Linked DNA regions of Zea mays: region 1 is linked to region 2. A link is a contact called in public Hi-C data. All regions are on one chromosome and are shown on one strand. Each heading gives the region's core, a stretch centred on a gene start, on an enhancer-like site or on the middle of the called end of the contact. The rest is flanking DNA. Distances are from core to core; before and after follow the strand shown.

Region 1 (4,099 bases), core at 1,098-3,597, 280 kb after region 2:
GCATGTCTAATTGGGCCAGACTGGCCTATTTTTGCTTATCGCAGTTTAGAAGTTATTGAGTCAATTGTTGCCCTTCTTTCATTGAAAGCAAGTACAGAACTATTTAACCTACTACTTTACAGACCTGTCTATTACAAATTGATCTCGAGTGGGCTGTTCAGCAGCGGTGGACCATTGGTCCAAGAAATGAGATTATTATATAATTCTCCTGTTATTTTCTATGTGCCTTGTTGCAGGTTGATCCATTTCTTTGTTTAATAGAAGACTGTAGATTGCAGGCTCTTGATAGTGCTAATGAGTCCTGCACGAAACTCTATGGTTCAAAAGAAGATGATGAGCTAGCTCTGAAATCACTGTCGAACATTGACATGAATGAAAATCAGTCAAAAGAAACATCAGTGCCTCTTATACTTGACAGCTTGGAAGATATGTCGGAGGTACCGCACAAAAGATTGTCATATATACGCTATTCCTCATGCTGTGAACCTTTTACTTGCTTATTTGGCAATGCTCTGGTGTAATTCTCTCTGCAGTCAGAATTGTCTGCTATTAGGAAACAGTTGCTTGAGGAATTTTCAGCAGATGACAGCTGTCTGGGATCTCATTTTACTGAAACACCTTCACAGTATCCAGCACAAAATGGGAAACTGCACCATAAGTCTATGGAGGTGATCAGTCTTGTTCATGATAGATAAGGAACAACTCAACACCTGTGAAGTTTTATCAGTTTGATCTTATATTATTATGATGGTACTTCTGCAGGTTATTCCATTGGGATTTGTTTTTGAAGATGATACTCTCGCTGAAGCATCTGACAGCTCAGTAGAACCTCACTTGCAACATCCGCCATGTAACAACATTCTTGATGTCAATCGGCTTCTTGATTCAGTATGTACTTATATCCTGGTTCTTCTACATTGTTCAAAATCCGCTGGAAAAAAAAAGGATATCTCCGTGCAGTTCATTTTTTTTCTCGAAAAACGCAGGAGTGTTTGACACTTGTTAGAGCATAATTTCATTACTCTCATACGGTGGTAACACGAAAAACCTTTTTAATATAAGTTGATAAGTCCTGAGAAGAGTTATAATTTGTGTATAGGTTTTGGAAACATCTCAGCATGTTGGAAGGTCGTCAGTGTCAACAAACCAGGATCTGCCTTTCAAGGACGTAGCCAACCAATGTGAAGCACTTCTGATTGGGAAGCAGCAAAAGCTATCTGCGTGCATGAGTGTCTGTGAAAAAGAGGTTAGAGATCCTTAGCACCTTGAACTGTCCACAGTTAAACAGCTGCCAATAAGAACAGTATTCATTGGCGGTTGGACGTTATATGAACTGAGTACATTTTTGCCACTTATTTTTATTTTGCATTTCCTTTAAAAAGTTGCGGTTTCAATATTTTATCTGACAGGTGAATTTAAAATGAGATATTGAGATTCAACCCAGGTGGAACTAAATGTGCATGTGCTCACAAGGTTCTTAACTTTCAGGCTGGTGAATCTTCCGTCGAGCAGTCATCTCGGCAGGATCCTCAAGCAGATACGTTTCTCTGCACAGCTGATGAACAATGGCACCCCAATTCCTGTAAGCTGCCAGCGCTGTGTCCCTACGACCGGTTCCTTGCAACGTCTGGGTGCTAAGATGATCTCTTCTGCGATGTGGATCTCTATAACCAAGAACGTGTTCAGTGGACGCCTAAAAATTGGTGGTTCCAGAGCTCATGCATGCTAAAATATGTGCTGTCGTGTGTGAGTGCCAGATGACATGATTTCCCTGTTTTGTAAATGGTTCTCGTCTACCATGCATGGGAAATATAGGGGGTGCATCATTGAGTTTATTTCATTGCTTTTGACAGAACCATTCTATCTCTCTCTCATGCTTTGTACTAATTATTAGCAAACGACGGATGATGAGGGGCAGAGAATCAACCCATTTTATTTCTCAAAATATAAACAAAAAAGAGTGAAAAATGATGAATCGCTTCAGGGCCTGCCTGCAGGTGCGTTTTCAATCCTAAACCCGGTGTAATGAAGGTTTCATGGACCGAACTGAAAAATAGTCTTTACAAGCCTGAAGACCTCGTTATGTCTCACCAGGGATGAAAACGAGTGGGAGAATTTTTTGCTTCGTCTGGTACCGTATTTTATTTTTATCGAGACCCTTTTCGTATTTACGGGGAAACAAGAATGAGATATAAACGGAAACATGAATGGGATATAAACGAAATGATATATTACGGGAACAGAAACGGAAACGGAAACGTTGTCGACGACGGGACTCGCACCGGTCGGTCGACGTCAATCAATCGCTCTCACTAGCTTTCCTGCGCACATGCATCCATGGAGCTGTGCCCGCGATATCATTCATGCGTACGCAAACGCGTTCTCGTCTCACGCGCACTCGCGCCGGCAAGTGCAAATGGAGCCGAAACCGCAGAGTGAACGGCCGGCTCGATCGATCTCTCGCAGCCCAAATGCTTGCTCCCTAAGCTACCACAGGTCATTACGGTCGGTTCGTTTCTCTCTCTTTCTTTAAGGAACATCACTTAATTTTACTCATTGTCACATGGAATGTTTTGGATACAAGTTAAAAATATTAAAAATATTTAATTATAGAACTAATTATGTAGATTAGAGCTAAACAATAAGGCGGACCTATCAAATCTAATTAGTCAACGATTCGCTCATATGATGCTACGTAAACATTTACTAATTATAGATTAATTACGCTTAATAAACTATCCTCTATCTATGTAATTAGTATTATAATTAGACTATTTAATACTGATAACATACACATGTAATGCATGCTACAAGCATTTTTTTAATGATGTGGCAGGAGAGTTAAGAGGAAAGAGAAGAAAATTGTATATTGAGGGAAAGAAACTACTTGGGCACAAGATCACATACATTGAAATTTTAAATTTTTAACCATTCAAGTGCCCCCCACACTCTCACATATGCTACCATTTAATACTCTATAGCTGATTAAAAATAATAATCTATAATACTATACATCGGGATAGTTGTATTTTATGTAATTTCATATGGCATGTAATCTTTGGATATTGTGAGAAGATAAAAGTAGATTGAGAATAGCCTTAAAAGACTTGATCCAAATAATATTATGCTTCGTCTTAATTAAAACAGATCTGAAGATTAAATTGTTTTAGTATGACCTTTCTATTGGATTTAATAATGGACTTAATCTCTGTTAATTCAATTCAATCAAATAAATACGTACTAAGGTCCATAATGTTACATATGCATTCTAGTTTTTGTTCTGATTGAGATTTTAAATATATAATGACTCAACTAGCTGGATGCCCGTGCGTTGCAACGGGAATATATAATACCAGTATACTACGATAACTTATATACAAAATCTGTGTTATATTGTTATGAGAAAATGTTTCATAATTAATTTGTGATCCTAGCCATACATAAATTTTGTTATTTTAATCTAGTTATTTCACCACTACATTGCAACCATCAGTATCATGCAGACTTTGATATATGCCACGATTTGTATGGTCTCATCATTGGAGAGCACGTTCCACACATGCCGGAAAAATTCCCTCGTACATCGTTAGTCATCAGACACGCACCACCATATGCTCTTGCTTAAACAAAAAGGTAAGTGTGTATGTATTTGCGAAGAGAATTAAAGGTAGACCGGCACAAAAGCTACCCTGACGGTGGCGAGGATGACGAACTGGTCACTGTTGTCGATCCTCCTCTGTGTCACCTCCGGTGCCAAGATGACGCCACAATCCTCGATATAGTAGTCGTCGAACGCACGCGACATGACGAGTACCGATGACTCTTGGTTGGGCTGTCAAACGAAGTGCACCCCGGGCTCATCAGCGACACTCACACAACGTCAGCAACGTCCATCGTCCCAGCGCACAAGAATTCATGTCCGGTCAGTAGCGACTTACGTGGCAGGTTGGGCTTCAGGTGGACGATGAGCTGGACGGCGTGATGGCGTCGTCATCGGATGCGGTGTCCAGAACAACCCGAGAGTCGTCGACGTTGGCGACAACCATGAGGCCCCCCTGCTTAACGATGGACAGCGCGGTGCAGCTGCTTTGGACCGCGT
Region 2 (4,629 bases), core at 637-3,136:
CGTTTGCGCAGCCGTGTGCTGCCGTGCGGCATGCACTGCAGCAGTGCCCGGCACTAGACGGTTGGGAACCTGCGGTGTGGAGGAAGCAGCTTCTCCCTCCACCGTGAAATCTATCGAAGTCTCGGTGCGGTGCTCAATGATTTGCACCATCATACTTGGGCAAGGAAACAAGCAAAAATCTAATGCCTAGCCCCTACCTGGCGCGCCAAATGTCGGAGAGCAAATCTCCGGCCAGGTGGCGGAGTGCACCCGCCCTAAATCCTAAGATGAGGAGGGGCTTAGGCGTTTCGCTTGTTAGTTGGGGAAAAAGGAAGAACACAAGAACACACAAGGATTTAGAGTGGTTCGGGCCGCCGGAGCGTAACACCCTACTCCACTGTGTGATGTATTGCTGGTGAACTCGTATGAGTTTGTGAGTCTATCAGCTTGTGTGAGCCTGCGTTGTAACGTCGCATGTCTCCCCTTTTATAGCTGAAGGGGGCATGCACAAAGGTACTGGGCCCCGACATGTGGGCCCAGGGACATAATGAATATAGCACTTGGAGCCACAAATGTTTGCTGCTGGGTCAATCTTCTTGTGTCCTGACGCCTGAGATCTGCGTATCCTCGGCATGCAAGGGAAGCTTCTTGTAGAAGGGATGGTGAGTACAGTGTGCCGCTCGGCACGGGTGCACTGTTCACCAACAGACTGGTCAGGCGCGCCGTCTGTTGGATGACTCTGACGCCGTCTGCTAGCGGATTGGACAGAGTGCATTAAATGCTGAGAGGGCACATCGCCCGTCAACGTGGTGGCAGACAACGCGTCCTCTCCGCAATAAACGCAGAGGCTGCACGACTGTGTGGGTCTTACGTCAGGCTCGGCTCGTTGGTTTATATCACGGGTCGTAAGCCACGCGGCAGCAGTGGGTCTCCGCCTGGGCGGGAAGCGTAGGGCAAGGCTTGGACACGTGCCGGCACCGGACCCCTTCTCATGCCGGGGTCCTCCTCGTCCCGGGACCTTGCCCAGGCCCGGACCATATTCGGAGGGACCTGACATGCCCTCTTGGAAGCTCCGAACCCGTACGTACAGGGGTCCAGTGTACCTCTGCGGAGGTCCGGACCCATCGATGCACCGTGGGAAGTATTATCTTTCTTTGCCACGTGGTGCCCCTAGACCTGCCCATGTTGTGGGGTCGGATGCCGCTCTCTGCATGGCCTGGAGGTGCCGTACGGGTGCAGCGCCTTCATGCCGTAGAAGAGGGTACCCCTGATTCAGGGTACCGACAATTTTGATAATAGATCAAAATCTATGACACTGTATAAAAAAATCCTAACCAGTAAAAGGCGCCGAAACAAAAATAGATTGACGTGAATTAGTTGGAATATAAGTAAATTTAGCAAGTTGATTTCAGGAGCAGTTGGAGAGGAAATTTTATAAAAGCTCTCTAAATTTTTTTGTTTTTAGAATTCTTTTGAAAATTACTGGAGTTGCTCTAAGTTAACAGCCTTCTCTGTCCTTCAACTTAACATTTAAGCTTTTTGTTGCGTGTTATTATATTTGCTCTTATTATGTCGGTAATCTATTCACCCATACGACAAACGTATGCCCTCGGATTTTCACTAGTCACTACTTCGCCTCTGCTGTTTTTATAAATTCATGAGACGACAAAGAAAAAATGCGAACGTGAACGAATACCACGAAAAAGTAAATATATGCTCTGGGGCGATCGATTGATCAGGAAAAAATTTGGAACAAATGTTTGCGTTCTTCTTTTTCTCTAAAAGGACGTGAAGATGCAGCGTTGATTGATGCTGTTGGCTCCGCACAATTTTATAAACTTTACAGGCGTTCAGATTCCGTGCGTGCGTGCGTGCGTGTACGTACTACTTTTTTTTCATCTTTGGAAAAGCTTGAGTTGTTGGCATCAGTGGATCCACACAATCCTCTTGACGAGACAGATCGGCCTACGGACTTTTTATCCTTGTCGTTTCTTTGCTGTCGTTTAATTTCAACCGGCCAAATTCATTAACCTATATAAATTTATATAGCAGAAGATTTAGTCCTCTTAAATCCGCTCAATCCACCTATAATCGAATAAGCTCTAACGGTAACAGACATTGCTACCAACTACCGTTGGTTCAAAAGAAGTATTTTCTATATTAAAAAAAAAGTGAATGATCGTCTTGCTCAGATGGTTTGGCAGCATTCCTTAGTTTTTAAGTCTGATTTTCTGTACCGTAAATTTCATGCCGGAGTTAAAAAAACCTCTTCGTTTGTCAAACTTCAAATCACAGTTTAAGGGTCTGATTTTGGTTATAGTCAATGGCTATGATACCTTTGTGTATGGATAAAGTAAAGGTTTATAAATTTTCTCAACCTCTATAAAGGTTCATTTTTAATGTAATATTCAGGATTGTCTTATTTAAAGAAGGAAAGTAGAAGGAATGGCACTGCGTACTCTTCCTGCTAATCAGTGGTAGATTCAGAATTTTACTATATAGTATACCACCTAAAATTTATACATGCATTCGGTTAAACTAGTTATAGTTCAGTGGCCGTTTTAAATTTTAAACATAATTTGATATACATGCACTAAACTACACGGTAATTCTTGAAGTTGAAGACTAATTAAAAAATGAAAATATTAAATCTTGAATTTATAAAATTTAATTTAAAATAGTTACAAATTCTGATATAAAACAGATGAAAATGCATACTGATATAGACAAAAAAAGGTATTAATGTGACTTTTTACTTGAGACCTTTTAAGACTGGCTCCAACCGGACAACTAAGGGCTTGTCCGGTTACACCAATCCAGAAGGTTTTGACTAGGAATCCTCTTATGGATTGGTGTAACCGAACATGACCTAAAGGGGCAGCCAAAGGTAAAATAGATGGCTTATAGGCAGTGGCGGAGTTAGACCACCTTAGCCCAAAACACATTAAACTATATATATTATGTAAAAAATATTAGGCATAAAAATATTGCTCTTAAGCAATAGCTTTATTTTATTTACTTGACGTGACCACCACGACAACACAAACACATCACAACAACATGTGAAATTGGGCTCCTACGCCTGCAGCCACACCAGATGACTATCTAGTTCTAGAACAAGCATGCACGATAGTGCTCCAAGCAGATCTAGCATGACTACGACATGCACGTGTTCTAGACTCAGTACGACATGTTGCATGGTTGCACCTGCATCAAGTCGTTTAGGTAGGAGAAGGTCGTGCTAACCGTGCAGTTACCATAAATCCAATCAACAACATCTGATCGTTCAACTCTCATACAATTATATGGTACGTGCAGAGTACATACGACCATACTGTATTTGCTATTTTTTTACTTTTAAGATTTCAGATGACTTTTATACCTTTTATTTCTAATATGTTAGATGATCATACGACCTTTTTATTTGACCATATTATATTTGATAATTTTTTTATTATACACCTATTTATCAATTGTTGCACTTATATTGTGGAAAATTAAGGCCTTGTTCGGTTAGCTCTCAATCCATGTGGATTGAGTGAGATTGGTTGGGTTTAAATCCAAAGCAAGTCAAAGTTCTTCTAAATTTTTTCCAATCTCATTCAATCCTTGTATAATGGGAATAACCGAAGAAGGTCTAAATTAGACCATCCATCACTAAAATCCTAGCTATGCCACTACGTATATGTGCTGCAAGGAGCAATCATTTTGGAAGAAAAATGAGAGACGAAGGCTTAAATGGGTGGAAGCAAGGAGGCAGCCATTTTCTTACGTGTCTCAGTGACATGGCAATCCTACCATCCACCAACCCAATACTATAAGTTAAAATGGCTTCTATGGATTAATGGATACACTAACAATTTGGATAGCTAGCTAAACCCCAAAAGACCAATGGATGGCCAAAATGGCTTCTTCCTATTGGAGTTAGCCTGATAGTCGGGGGTGGATAACGAGTCGGCTCGGCTCGTCCGAGTTCGAGCTGGCTCGTTAAGCTAACGAGCCAGCTCGACTCGGCTCGTTTACGAGCTCGAGCTGACTCGTTTAGCTCGTGAGCCAGAGCAGAAAAAAATAAAATGTACATAATAATTATTTTTTAGTTAATTTAAAACTAATTTAACAATAGAAAATAGCAATTATACTCATAGTTTCACAAACCACGTCAATATAACACCAAATTAGCACAATTTATCACTCATTAATTCACAATTCACATACATGTTCATCAGTTTAACCCATAATTATATTTGCATAGACCAAATTAACACATAAACATAGTTCATTAACCATTAGTTTAATTCATATGCCATAGACACCACACACACACACACACACATATATATATATATATATATATATATATATATATATATATATATATATATATATAACATGTTCATCAATTATTCTGTAAATGATATGCATATAGCTTCGTTTTGTTGGAATATGATAGCTCGTTTAGCTCGCGAGCTGGCTCGTTAACGAACCGAGCTAGGATGTCAGCTCAGCTCATGAAAAAATTTAAACGAGCCGATCCGAGTCGAGCCGAGTTGACCATGAACCGAGCGAGTCAGCGAGCCACGAGCATTTCGTCCAGCCCACTCACAACCAATTTCTTGATTATATTATCTTTGTTCACATAAAAACACAATA

What was found. A called contact is a pair of places that touch in the nucleus more often than the background predicts.
Region 1: a contact with region 2 is called in a Hi-C map of leaf, with 2.9 times the contacts expected there. The contact joins two enhancer-like sites. A contact is called at or near these places in 2 of 25 Hi-C or Micro-C datasets (both in leaf).

The regions. Positions count from the first base shown.
Region 1 is chr8:11,079,319-11,083,417 of Zm-B73-REFERENCE-NAM-5.0, forward strand. LOC103634777 (ARM repeat superfamily protein) reads left to right here. Exons shown (of 20, transcript XM_008657364.3): 16 at 237-437; 17 at 534-668; 18 at 763-888; 19 at 1,100-1,246; 20 at 1,489-1,975. The coding sequence ends at 1,638. Among protein-coding and RNA genes, the nearest start is that of LOC103634777, 22 kb to the left of the region's middle. Within about 2 kb of position 2,348, at least 15 of the 20 cell types and tissues checked have an H3K27ac peak or open chromatin away from gene starts, as enhancers often do. A contact at or near this core is called in leaf, where this site is marked.
Region 2 is chr8:10,803,390-10,808,018 of Zm-B73-REFERENCE-NAM-5.0, forward strand. No RefSeq gene overlaps it. Among protein-coding and RNA genes, the nearest start is that of LOC100192882, 7.5 kb to the right of the region's middle. Within about 2 kb of position 1,887, at least 9 of the 20 cell types and tissues checked have an H3K27ac peak or open chromatin away from gene starts, as enhancers often do. A contact at or near this core is called in leaf, where this site is marked.